Regions from separate parts of the Mus musculus genome. Here region 1 is linked to region 2. The links are chromatin contacts, called in public Hi-C maps. All regions are on one chromosome and are shown on one strand. The core of a region is the stretch at or near the end of the contact, and the rest is flanking DNA. Distances in the headings are between cores, read along the strand shown.

Region 1 (5,948 bases), core at 3,048-5,547, 190 kb after region 2:
GGAGTTAAAGTGTACCACACCTCAACTGTGATCTAGATCCAGGCAGGTAAGAAGAGAGAAGGAGGGATGTGAGCGCAACTGGGACCATTTGTGAGTCTTTAACATAGTACCTTGCCCTAAACATTAGGGTCAAGGGCTCTGCAGAGCTTGGGTTCCTGGTTGGATGAAGCTTAGGTACACAAAGGACTGATGCTGTCTCCACTGCTTGTCCCTTTTGTGTGTCACTCTCTGAAACTTCTTCCATTAATTCCTATTCTCCTGCCTTCAGTGACTGACAATCCTAAAGACTGCTTCATCCAATTCAAGCCTGACTCTTGCTGGTCACCACCTCCCAGTGATGGCACCATATTATAAAACCCAATGACCATGTCATCTCTGTCACACTGTCTTCACTGACTCTGGAAACACCTTCACAGACACATCCAGAAATGGGCTTTCCTACTCCTATGCATTTTTAAGTTAGATGAAGGTCACAGTGGAAATTATCCACCTGCTTCTGCCTGGGGAGACTTTGTTCTTACAGGTAGCATGGAGACAAGTCTGCCTCAGCCCTGTCCCTGCTCTGTCCCCACACTGATCATGACCACAGTTCCCATCAGTAGCTACTGTAGCTAGAGGCTGATTGCATCACTCTTTCTCTGAGTGAGCCGTGCTCAATCTCCTGAGTGGTTCTTGAGGAGTTGGTGCCTGCTCATCTTGGCAGCAGATGCAGGAGAATACACTTTGTGCTCCTGACAATAGACTGATGGGTAAAGAAACTGGTGTACCAAGCCAGTAGACTGAGTTCCTAAATAGTAAGACTAGAGGTTACAGTAAACTTGTTCATGGTGATATCAGGGGGTGGGGCTAGAGCCAGTACGTATAAGTGATAAGATTTCAAGGTCCCATCTCAAGTCTCAAGGAACTTAGTTCTTATTTCATATTTATATAATATATCTAGACTTATCTTATATGTTATATAATTCTTTGTTGTGTATATATAAACTTATATACACACACATATAAAATGTTAATAAAAAATATACATTTTCCCAGGGGCTAGAAAGATGGCACAGAAGTTAAGATTATATACTGTTTTACAGAGGACCTAAGTATGGTTCCCTGCAAGCACACTGGGATTTGAGGAGATCTTGTGTTTCTGGCCTCTGGGAACAACTGTATTGGTGTGCACACACCTACACACAGGTATATGCATACTTAAAAAAATAAAACATAATATTAAAAATAGGTTTCAAACATACAGTTTCTCTGTATTTTCACACTTTAGACAATACAAAACATCTATATCCAAAAGTGAGGGATTTTCTACTTTAATAACCAATTATTCAGTAGACATCACCTGGACTCCCCATAAGGCATTTCAATCCCCCCAAAAACTAGCTGTAGTAAGAGTTGGAGTCTGTGGATTGAGGGGCATCTCCTGAAGTGTTTCCCACTTTAGGTGCCAATCACAAACCCTCAGGTGGCAGTCAGTACTTCAGACACACCACTGCAAATCAGGATTTCTACAACTCCATCGAGTTTGATGAATTTTCAGGGTTTCATAGAACTCAGGAAAGCATGATCTATGTTTGTCTATGACTTATAAAGGTTTCAGGACTAAGGAGGTTGCTCAGTAACCTCCCATGCAAACCTGAAAAGCTGAGTTCGTATCCCCAGCACCCATGGAAAAGCCAGGCATGGTTTACAATCCTATGTTTGCAATCCTAGCACTGTTGAGGCATAACCAGATGGATTCCTAGATTTCATCTGCCAGCCTGTAGCAGTTCTCAACTGTGGTCCGATTCAGTGAGAGATCCTGTTTCAAAAAACAAGATGGAGACTCGGCATTGACCTCTAGTCTCCATGCATATACAGTGCACACAGTGCTATAAAAGACAAAGATCAATTTGCTTAACATGTACACACACATTTTTATGCATTCTGGTACATACAATACAATATTGGGATGAGACCATGCCTGAGGGAAAAACATGGAGGCTTCCCTGCCTCCCCTGTAAGTGTGATCCAGGTTTCAGCTCTCTGGAAGGCCTGTGAACTCTGCCCTTTTTGTGCTTTTAACAGAAGCTTCATTATGTATGCATAATTGATGACATCATTGGCCTTTTCCCCTTTCTCAGTGGTATGTGTTAGGGGAGAACTCAAAATTCTAACCCTCTAATCACATGGAATTTCCTCTTAGCAAGCAGCTTCTCTCTGAGGCCCTAGGAGCCCCTGGGCATCAGTAAATCACCTGCACCTGAAAAGACACATGATTTGGAGACACTCTAGGTTTAGACAGTTATGTGGCAAGAAGTTAGAACAAAGACCAAATAGATATTTCATATTATAAGACACTATACCCCAGCCATATGTATATATGTGTATATCCATATCCAAAGACACTTATTTCTTTATCAATCTCTGGGAAGATTTATTTTTAGGAACTGTCTCCTGTGATTCTGAGGTCTGGCAAGTCTGGAAGTGGATTATAGAAAGCCAGCTGGCAGGAAGCTGGTGGAATTTCTCTGATATCATATGAGGACAACTTTCCTTTATCTCCAGGAAATCCATCTTTGCTGTAAAGGCTTTCAGCTCAGAAGACCAGGCTCCTCCCCATTCCTGAAGGTTGTTTGCTTATGTCAAGAGTTCATAGGTGTTGATCACATCCATGAAATGCTGCTTTCACTACAATCATCAAGATGAGCGTTGAACTATCTGGGTGCTATGTCCCAGGCAGTTCACTGAGCACTGAACAGCAGAGTCTTTGAGGTTGCCTCCATGAACTTGGTCTGGTGTGGACAGCAGGAGGGAAGGCAGAGTGGCCATGATCACCCAGGGAGATGCCCACATCCAAAGACTGAATCCCAACTGAGTCTCCCCAGTCAGCCTGCCTTCCTCATGCTGAAGGCAGAAGGGATCAGGGAGATCAATATGGGCTCATTAACACTTAATTTAGACTTTGTAGGCTACAGCATGCCAGAAAGAGAAATGGCAGACATATTACTTGTCAAAGGCATTAGCTATCATTAGCCTGTCCCTTACCTGTCAGGCTCATAATACTTCTCCCAGTACTCAACACTGTCCATACCATGATGCCTAATGACTTCCACCCAGACTCCACATCCTCAACTCTTCCTGTGTGGAGCTCTCATGGCCGGCCGTCTTTCACTCCAAAGTTCACTGTTTATTTCATGTCCAAGTGATTGTGTTCATTTCTAAGCCATTATCATGTGAAGAGTGTTCTGGTCACCAGGGCAACCAGGAGCCTGGAGTGTCCTCACCTCCCCAGTTGAGGAGATATCTCCTTCCTTCTTGGGAGGACTCCAGCTGAGTGTCGATTCCTTCTCTTTATGAGGTCTTTGCAGCCTTAGCTTGCCTAACTTCTATGTACCTCCCTCACTAAGTAAGATCCATTGGGTGCGAAATTTCTTTTTTGGACTCAAAACAGACCTTTTCTAGCACAGCTTACTTTGTGGTTACACAACCTTCTGGTCTCTCATCTGCTAATGTTTTACCTATTGTACACCCCAAACCATTCCTCTCCTTTACTTTGTTTATCATCCCCCATTTTGATATCTAAGAATTCGGAGCATTGGCCAATGTGTCCAGGAGGGGGGGGGGAAACGCAGCATATGTCCAACTCTAACTATAAAGCTACACACTGCTGGAAATGAAGAATTCTGGGAAGATGCCTCTCAACGTTGTTGTCTGGTACTGTTGGAGCACAGTTGGGAGTCTGATGCCATTTTAGTAGATTGCTCCAGAATTGTAAATAGAACCCATGATTCCCTTACTGCAGGAATGCATCATGTCCTACTGTGGCTCTTCCAGGAGCAGGTTCTTGTCTGGAAACAGATGCATGTTTGGATGGAAGTGACTGTAGGTCATCATGCCTGGCCTTGGCTTTGACCTGGTGTTGCCTGGATGCTTCTCTTGCCCTCCACACCCTCTGCCATCCTCTGAGAGGTGGAGGTGGGAGCTCTGATTTATAGGCTGGGGAAAGTAATTGATTCTCACTGCACTGGCTGGCCTTGACCTTGGGCTTATCATTCTGAGTGCATCCTAAGATGGACCACTGGCCTGAGCTTTCAGGGAGGAGTTGGAGGGAAGAGAGAAAGAAAGAGTAGTGCCCACCCCAGTGATCAGCATTCCACCTTTGAGATTCAGTCTCTACTTTCCAAGTGGTCTGAGGGTTGTGGGAACTGGAAAGGAAAGCCTGTCTCCATGGCTTCTCCATTGTGCTATAGAATGGAATGTATCACCCATGCTGTGCACTGTGAGGCGCTTCCAGACTCTCTGAAGGAAACAGTAAAGCAGGACTCCTTCTCTCTTCTGTGCCCACACAGCAGAGGGCCTACAGTGGATGCAGACAGGCTAAGCTGGCTTTCATTCTGCCTTCTGTTCCAGCCTCTGCTCTCTATAGCCAATCACTTGTTTTTCTTAATTTTCAAAGACAATGGTGTCTGATACAGTTTCATTTTGTTAGCAGCAAGAGTGTGCTGGGGAGCAGGGTGTGTGTGTGTGTGTGTGTGTGTGTGGGTGTGGGTGTGGGTGTGTGTGTGCGTAAACACCTGAAAATTGAAGCAGGCACCTGGATAAGAATCTGAGGTTTCATTGAAAATAAACCAGCAGTGGTGCTTGTAGGAGTCTGTGATGCGGATTTTACAAGGCTTAATATTAGACACAATATCAGAGCTTTTTTGACAGAATATGTTGGGAGAGATTTTGTGTTTTGTGAGATGGAGGTTTTTCTTTTTGCCTAAAGCTACAGTCTCTGTGTCCCTGGGGAAGCCCTTCCTCATAGCTGGGGTTGTATTAAAGGATAGAGCTGAAGACCATGTCTGTGACTGCCACTGCAGGAAGGATTTGATTCTTATATAGGAAGAAAAAACTTTCAAAAATGAGAGCTCATTGTCTAGACTGTCTGGACTAGGGGTAGAGCACTGGCATGAAACAGTTAGTCGTCCAAGCCTGCCAGAAACATAAAGCAGGCATTGCAGCCATTTGGCACAAGAGTCAATGTGACTGTTTCACCTTGGGGAGGGTGAGGATGGTGGGCACCAGTGAGATCCCCCAAACTAGCCTTTCTGTGAGTTCCTTTGGGACGGAAACTGGAGACTGTCCCTAGGTATTTTGGGGTTTCTTCTCTCTTTCATCCCTGTTGCTCTTTATGGCCTTCCTTCCATCAGACTGTCTTGCAGTTACTTCTTCTGTCAGTAATGCAAGGAGGAGATGCTGCTCTGTATGGGTCGGAAGCAGTTTTCTCTGTCTTCCCCTTTGCATGACTCAGCATTTCCTGCCAGTGACAAAACATTGGGCAGACACAAATTAAGAGAGGGAGGATTTATGCTGCATTCAGAGGCTGTAAACCTGTTGGGAAGGGATGGCATGGCCTGGGAGAAAGGAGAGAGAAAGGTGAGCTTATACATATGACTTTCATCCCCAGAGCCCATGTGGTGGAAGGAGAGAAGCAATCCCACAGGCACATGTGCCCATTCATATACGCAAATTACGTAAATAGATGTAATAAAAATTAACTATGCACATGAGCACACATGGCTGCATTTGATCCCTTCTTTTCCCCCTTTTATTGCTCCTAGGCCCTCAGCCTGCTGCCCACACTCAGGTCTGCCCTTTGCTCCTCTCTGGGTGCATCTCAGTCCAGTCAAGTTACTAACCGAGGCACCTGCTACCTCTCAGGTTGCATCTGAAGGGAGTAACTAGAATTTAGCACCATCTTCTGGGTGGCTCAGCCACAGCACCTCCAGCTTCTAGCTTTACCCTGTCTGTCTCTGCAAGGACTGGGTGCTTTCTCTGTGCCTGTCACAATGTCTGGCACAAACTACACACTCAATACACAGGTCTGAAAGGTTGGAAAGAGGTAGAGGGAAGGAGAAAATGGCTGAGGGGAAAGGGAGGGGAGAGGTGTCCTTTCTGGAAGTAAATGATATCTTCATACCACAGCA
Region 2 (6,481 bases), core at 3,790-6,289:
GTCCCTCAAGTATGGACTTAGATACAGACCACAACAGGATTAATAAAAACCTGTGACTTTGCCACTGCTAGATATCCAGGTGCCTCAGACTGTACTAGATGACTAGGGGGACTCAGATTGAGTTAGAAATGGTTTGAAGGGTTTTGTTTTGTTTTTTGATTTTATATGTGTGATCAAGGGTCAGTACATCTTTGAGGGTGGTGGGTGTGTGTGCTTGCGTATGTATATGCAAGTGGAGTTCAGAGACCAGCCTCAGGTGTTGTCCTTTCAGGACCTTACACCAAGATTTTAGAAAAGAGGTCTCCTGTGGGGGGTAAGGATGCTCAGAGAGACATTCTCACTGTGGTTACATACAGTTCTGAGGTGTAGGGGTCATGGTTCAGTTCCCAATCAAGGGGAGGAGAGTCCACAAAGCTTCCCACATTATGAAGTGTTGACCACTCTAAGGATCTGCCTGCCATATAGAGGTGGGTACAGAGAATAACAGAAGGCAAGGGCAGTCCTTGCAGAGACTTGTAGGCCACAACAAGCCCAGCACCCAGAGGACCTGAAGTGCTACAGGAAGCTGTCTAAATGTTTCCCACAAGGAGCCACAGGAGAAGATGTGTAGTTTGCAAAGATCACTTTTGATGGGCATGATGCAAGGTGAACCTTCAGGAAACTTCTGAAGCATCTGGTGGAGGACCGAGGTGACTTGGAGGAGGGTGGAGGCAGCAGGTGGAGTTGAGGATGCAGGAGATGGGGGAGATGGGAGAGAGGAGTGGGCCTTATTTTGGAAGAAGTGCTTGAAGCATGTGCCAGTGAGGTGCGTCTGAGGACCTGGATACCAGTCTGTTCCTCTCTGTGGCTCCACCCCTTCTTCCCTCCTACAGTCTGCTCCTGCCCCATCCCATGGGCTCCTGGGGGTTGCTCAGATCCACTGTCCAAAAACGAGGCACCAATGCGAGAGAACAAAGGCACCACTAATGCTGTAAATCCTGGATCCAATTTATTTGTGATTTCCACACATTTGAAATGTACCTGTTACCCCTAAGGCCTCTGAACACCATCGACAGCGGCTCTGAATCAAAGGGAAGACAGAACCTTTTGGAAACCCTCTCAGTTGTTCAAAGTGGGGACATGCAGAATAAAAGGCGTTTCCCCCCTCAGACGACTTACTGGCCTATATAGCAAGGCTCTTGCAAGACGCAGTCCCCTCAGCAAAGCTTTGCCTGCAGTCTGCAGTCCCCCTGCCATTCTCCTCTTCCTCCACGCCCTTTTCTTGTTGCCCTCTCCTCATTCTGCTTTTCCTCTGCTCTCCTCCTTTTCTCTTTTCTATGGCTCTCTCTCTCCACCAGTCTCCCTCCTTCTCTCTCTTCTCTCTCTTCCTCTCTGTCTCCCTCTCTCTCTGCCTCTTCCATCATCTCTCTCATTTCCTCATTTCCTTTCTCTCCCTCCTATATTTCTTTTATTTTGGTTTTTGTTTGTTTTGTTGTTGTTGATGATGATTGGTTTTGAGACAGGTTTTAATTGTGCAAGCCAGGCTGTCCTGGGACTGATGGCAATCCTTCTGTTTTGGTTTCTCAAGTATAGGGATGACAGGATTACACATCTGGTTTGCTCAACATATTCAAATGACTCTCCCCTTTCATTGGAGTTTCAAAGCATCACAGTGGCACTTCCCTCAGATTGGGGCTCAAGCTCCTATTCACGGGTCACACTGATTCAGGACTTGCTCCTGGCATGGCTTGGAGTCTGACATCTGACATCACCATCATCATCATCATGGGTTCTATGGCACACTGGCTTAGAGGCAATTTACTTAGCACTTGACAGAGTTCATAAAGCCCTCACTGTCTACACTGTTGAGCCTTGCTGCATGCTGTGACAATGTTGGAGGCACCATGCTCCTGGAGCCCCCCCCCCCCCCCGGCATATGGAACAGGCACCCAAAGACATTGAAAACACACTGCATCTCTAACCATCTGCTCCTCAGGGCTGTTTTCCCCCTTTTAGTCTAGAAATGAACATGACTTAGTGCAAGCTCAGTGCCCACGAGACCATCAGCTGAATAGGAGAGGAATGCCTACAGTCCTCCACTATGGGGGCTTTTCCCTGCTTTTGTGGTAATGTGCTGTGCCCTTGGCTTGGTCTCCAGAGCCCTCTGTCTGCTTTGGGAGGTGAGCTGGGGTGAGATTCCTGCAGAGGTAGAGCCACTGGGATGGATGATCATGAGCCTGGTCAGAGCCTGATGATCCCTCTTCTGTGTACCTCCACTGCAGTGTGAACAATGTTCCCACCCTCCGTGTGACCTTATGCTAGCTCAGCCTCATTGGTCCTTTGATAATCCATTCTGATTCAAGCTCCCCGCCATCTCCTGCCCACTTCAGTAGTGTTGGCCTGCCTGCCTGCCTGCCTCCCTCCCTCCCTCCCTCCCTCCTTCCCTTCATCCTACCCTTTCTCGTTCCTTCATTAAGTTGCTTCTTGTCAAGCATTTGGTCACAACAGTGGGAAATGTAAATAATAAAAATGCCAGTGGCTTCCTTGCTGTAGCATCATGGAACTAGCAGTGACAACACAGCTGCATTAGTGATGTAGAACTAAAGAGAAGAAGGAGAGATGACCTCAGCCTTCGCACATCCTCCAGCTCTCTAGGAGACTGGTCCACAGCAAGGATGGAGATACTATGCAGTGGTAAGGGAAGCCTTGGTCACTTGACAAGGTCAAGCTCTCTGCTGAAAAAATTCCTGTGTAGGATGCTCCCCAGGAGCAAGGCAATCCCTTCTGCAAACAAATCAAGTGAAAGATGATGGAAACACCCCCATAGGTACTTGAGCAGTGTGGTTTTGTTGTTGTTGTTTGTTTTGTTGTCATTATGTCTTAGTATGTCCATGGACTTCTAGGTGTCAAATAGAGGATTTGGAAGCCTTTGTGAGAAACCCATTCTAGGCTCTTTATTTATTTATTTATTTTTAAAAGCAGGGCTTACAGCTGATATCTTGTAGCTGACTTCCTCAAGGATGAGACCTCTGTTACTAAGGAATTCGTGCAAGGTTGTCAAGGTAGAAGGCAGCAAGCTTGCACTTTTGGCTCTTGCTGTCATAATGTTTCCCAGGCTGATTCAATGCTGCCAACTAAGCCAATCTCAGCAGGAATTTGTCAACTGAAAGGCAAGGATGGTTGGTGACTGGGGGTGTCAGTCCCCAGCATGTCTCACACTGGAGGCTCTTCTTGGGAGGCACTTGTCTCACTCCATGTGTTTCTCAGTTGTCAACGCTTTCTTCTACCCCATGGCCCATCTAAATCATTCTCATTTTGGAAAGATGTGGGAGATGTCTCTTAGATGCTCTGTATTATGGGGAGACAAAAAGTATTCTTAAAGACAGGTGTAGTGGCAGATGGCGTGTAATCCCAGAACTGGATAGGCAGAGGCAGGGGGATATCTCCACATTCAAGAAGAACATGATCTATATAGTGAGTTCTAAATGAGCCAGCTATAGTGATATGCTGCCTGACCTAAAAATGGAATTGGGGGACTTCCAAGAATCTAAGAGACTAAGAGACCTTAAGGGGTGTTAGGGTTTTCTCTGCCTCTGGTTTCCTTTCTCTGTTCTAAGGCTGCACCAAGAAAAATCTTGTGTTTTGGGATGATGGTGGGAATTGAATGCAAAGACTTTCACAAGCTCAGGAAGTGCTTCATGCCTGAACTGCATCTGCAGCCTACAGCTGCTCCACTGGAGGTAGATTTGTCCCCTAGGGCTGTCTGTCTGGGATGATGACTCTGAGGAAGGGAGTTGGGGTATCTTTATCGGACATACTTGTGCCATTAAATGTGATAGGGCTGTAAGGGTACAGAGGTCCCTGGCTGAGTCGTGGGTTGGGGGTGGAAGTCAAGATTTTGGAGAATGAGGGTGTGGAAGTGAACAGAAAGGAGTGAACACCTGACATCAAGAACATTGAGGTAGAGTGTTGCATAGCAGCCAGGATGGCAGCTGCCCAGTGTGAATGAGACTGTCAGTTTGAGCAGCCCATAGCAATTTGGAACATGAGTGCACATAGCCTTTTGGGGGGCTCTATGTGTGCATGCATGTTCACATGAGTGCATGAGTTTGCATATGTGTTATTGAGGGCATGCATGAGGGTATGCACATTGCCTATGGAGGCTAGAGAGGTCATTTTTCGAGTGTTTTTCTCTAATTTCCTTTCTGTTGCTGTGATAAAAAAAACATTCTGGCCAAAAGCAACTTAGGCGAAGGAGGGATTTATTTCTCTTATATTTCCAGGTCACAGTCCATCACTGATGGAAGTCAGGGCAGTAATTCAAACAAGAATTTGAAGCAGAAATCACGGAGGTTCTTCAATTCGTGGCCTTTTATGGATGGACTCATGATTAGCCAGCTTTCTTATTCAGCTCAGGACCACCTGCCCAGGGACGGTGCTATCCAAATGGGTTGGGCCCTCCTACATTAGTTAATCACTAAGACACTTTCCACAGACATGGCCACAGTTGGGCAATCATTCATTTGAGACTTCCTTTCTCAAGTGAGTCCAGGCTAGGCCCAATTGACAGTAAAGCTCACTGAGACAGTTGCTCCCCATTGAATTTTCAAGAGTCTCACTGGACCTAGAGCTCACTGATTCAGCTGGGTTGGCTGGCTAGTGAGCTCCAGGTCCTGTCCTGCCTCTGACTCCCAGCACTGGGTCTGGAGATGAGCACTGCCCAGCCTGGCTTTTTTGCTAGGCTTCTGGGGGAATCATACCCAGGTCCTCACGCTTGCATCTCAGGCACCTTGCCCATTGAGCCATTTCCTACCCCAGTGCTGCCAGGCCTCTTTATGTTACGTGGGAGACAGACTTGAGTGTCACTCCTGCTATTAGCGGAGTATGGCACCACGGATCTGGAAGACTGGATATAGAGGTCCTGATGTCAGGGTCTGCACGTAGACCGCATGCTCAGAGGTTGTGTCTGAGAATTTGTGTTCCCTAACAAACATCCCTGCTTGCAGGACTCTGAGGTGTATGGACTCTGCTTTGAGAAACTCCAGCCCCACCCCCTTTTTTGAGGTTGTTTGAGGAAAGCAGCCCCATCTCCCACCCTCATGGAAACGTATTTCCTGCCTCACCCGTTTTAGCTCTTGATTAAACCCAATTTGGCAAGCCTTTCCTTCTGATTACTTATTCATATCCTCCTCTAGTCTTTTTGTAGGAACAATTGATTACAAGTTCATCCAGGAGCTTACCCAGAGGCTTCTTGTCTCAGCAAGGGACAGAGTCTTTATCATTGTCCCTGACCCAGGCTCTCCCCTTGTTCCAGGAGCGTGGTGGGGACATAAAATTCTGTGGAAGACTAAAGGACATGGAAAGCTGTGGCTGTTTGGGGAGAGGTCTGGCCCTCAAGTTGAAAAATCAGTTCGATTCCTGCCAGAAGTTAGAGTGTGAGGCAATTTAGCAAATTGTGGCTTGGAGCAGATGTTTAATTAGGCAGAGGCTGAGCAGCTCCTGGTGGCAGAGGGAGGGGAGGGTAGCTTCTCTTTCTCTCTCTCTCTCACCACCAGGGGAGCTCTGGCTCTGGGGATGCTTGCCTGGTCCACAGAGAACCTGGAGGGCTGGGACTTCTGGGCCCAGGAAGGCCAGGAGGCCCATCAGGCCCTCAGCGATTCTGTGTACAGAACCAGGAAGTTGCTGACAGCTGAGAGCGGGACCTTAGAGGATCGCTTTCCAAAAGTCCCATGTGGGATTGCTTGTCCCTATCCATGCATTGTAGAACCTTATCTTGCAACCACGAAGAGACTGTTGCTGTCCTGAAGTCACGGCCCTGTGATTACACAGGAGGGTCCCCAAGAGTCCCCCACTGCCCCACCAGCCCCTGCCACCAGAAGATGGAAGCAGCCCGTTGTCCATGAGTCTGTGAGTAGCCCGCTCACCAGCAGTACCAAAGCTGGCCTCCCACCAGGTTGCTCATTCTCCCTCATGGGAGGGAGTCACGTGAGTAGTCGCACCATCTTCATTCATCAAGCAACACTTGGAATATTTTTTTTTTTGGTCATCAGTACCCTAGCTTGAGTGAAAGGGTGTCAGTTCACATCTCCCTGGGGAAAGTCTCACAACACACTCTCTGTCTCCAGCACCCAGAGCTATGACCTTGCCACCTCCTTAGGAGATGCATAGGTTCTTCTTTACTCTTCCTCCTTTTATGTCTAATTTATCACCTAGACCTGAAGACTCCTTTCCAGTTGCTTCTCAAACCACTGCTCCCTTTCCCATCCTGACTTAGGATTGCCCCATTCTATTTATGCACATCTGGAGTCCAGGACATTCAGTGTTGTCACTATGCCTTACAGGCTACCAGCAAAAGCCTTGCTCTTATTCCACTTGGTACCCAGAACATCTTCACTCCCAAGGGATAACAACCTCATGTATCTCCTGATGCCTGTGGGAAGTTGTCCTGAGGACAGGACAGCCAGGCTGTGGGTCTAGCTCCAGATCAGCCAACCTTCTCTCA

The links. A called contact is a pair of places that touch in the nucleus more often than the background predicts.
Region 1: a contact with region 2 is called in a Hi-C map of cerebral cortex, with 1.7 times the contacts expected there. The contact joins two enhancer-like sites. A contact is called at or near these places in 1 of 39 promoter capture datasets (hippocampal neurons), 6 of 484 Hi-C or Micro-C datasets (cerebellar granule neurons, cerebral cortex, cortical neurons and 2 more) and 1 of 115 datasets of contacts at active chromatin or transcription factors (embryonic stem cells).

Annotation. Positions count from the first base shown.
Region 1 is chr16:5,922,919-5,928,866 of GRCm38.p6, forward strand. It overlaps a transcript of Rbfox1 not described here. Among named protein-coding and RNA genes, the nearest start is that of Gm52234, 20 kb to the right of the region's middle. Within about 2 kb of position 4,298, at least 31 of the 459 cell types and tissues checked have an H3K27ac peak or open chromatin away from gene starts, as enhancers often do. A contact at or near this core is called in cerebral cortex and cortical neurons, where this site is marked.
Region 2 is chr16:5,728,297-5,734,777 of GRCm38.p6, forward strand. No RefSeq gene overlaps it. Among named protein-coding and RNA genes, the nearest start is that of Gm52234, 210 kb to the right of the region's middle. Within about 2 kb of position 5,040, at least 6 of the 459 cell types and tissues checked have an H3K27ac peak or open chromatin away from gene starts, as enhancers often do. A contact at or near this core is called in cerebral cortex and cortical neurons, where this site is marked.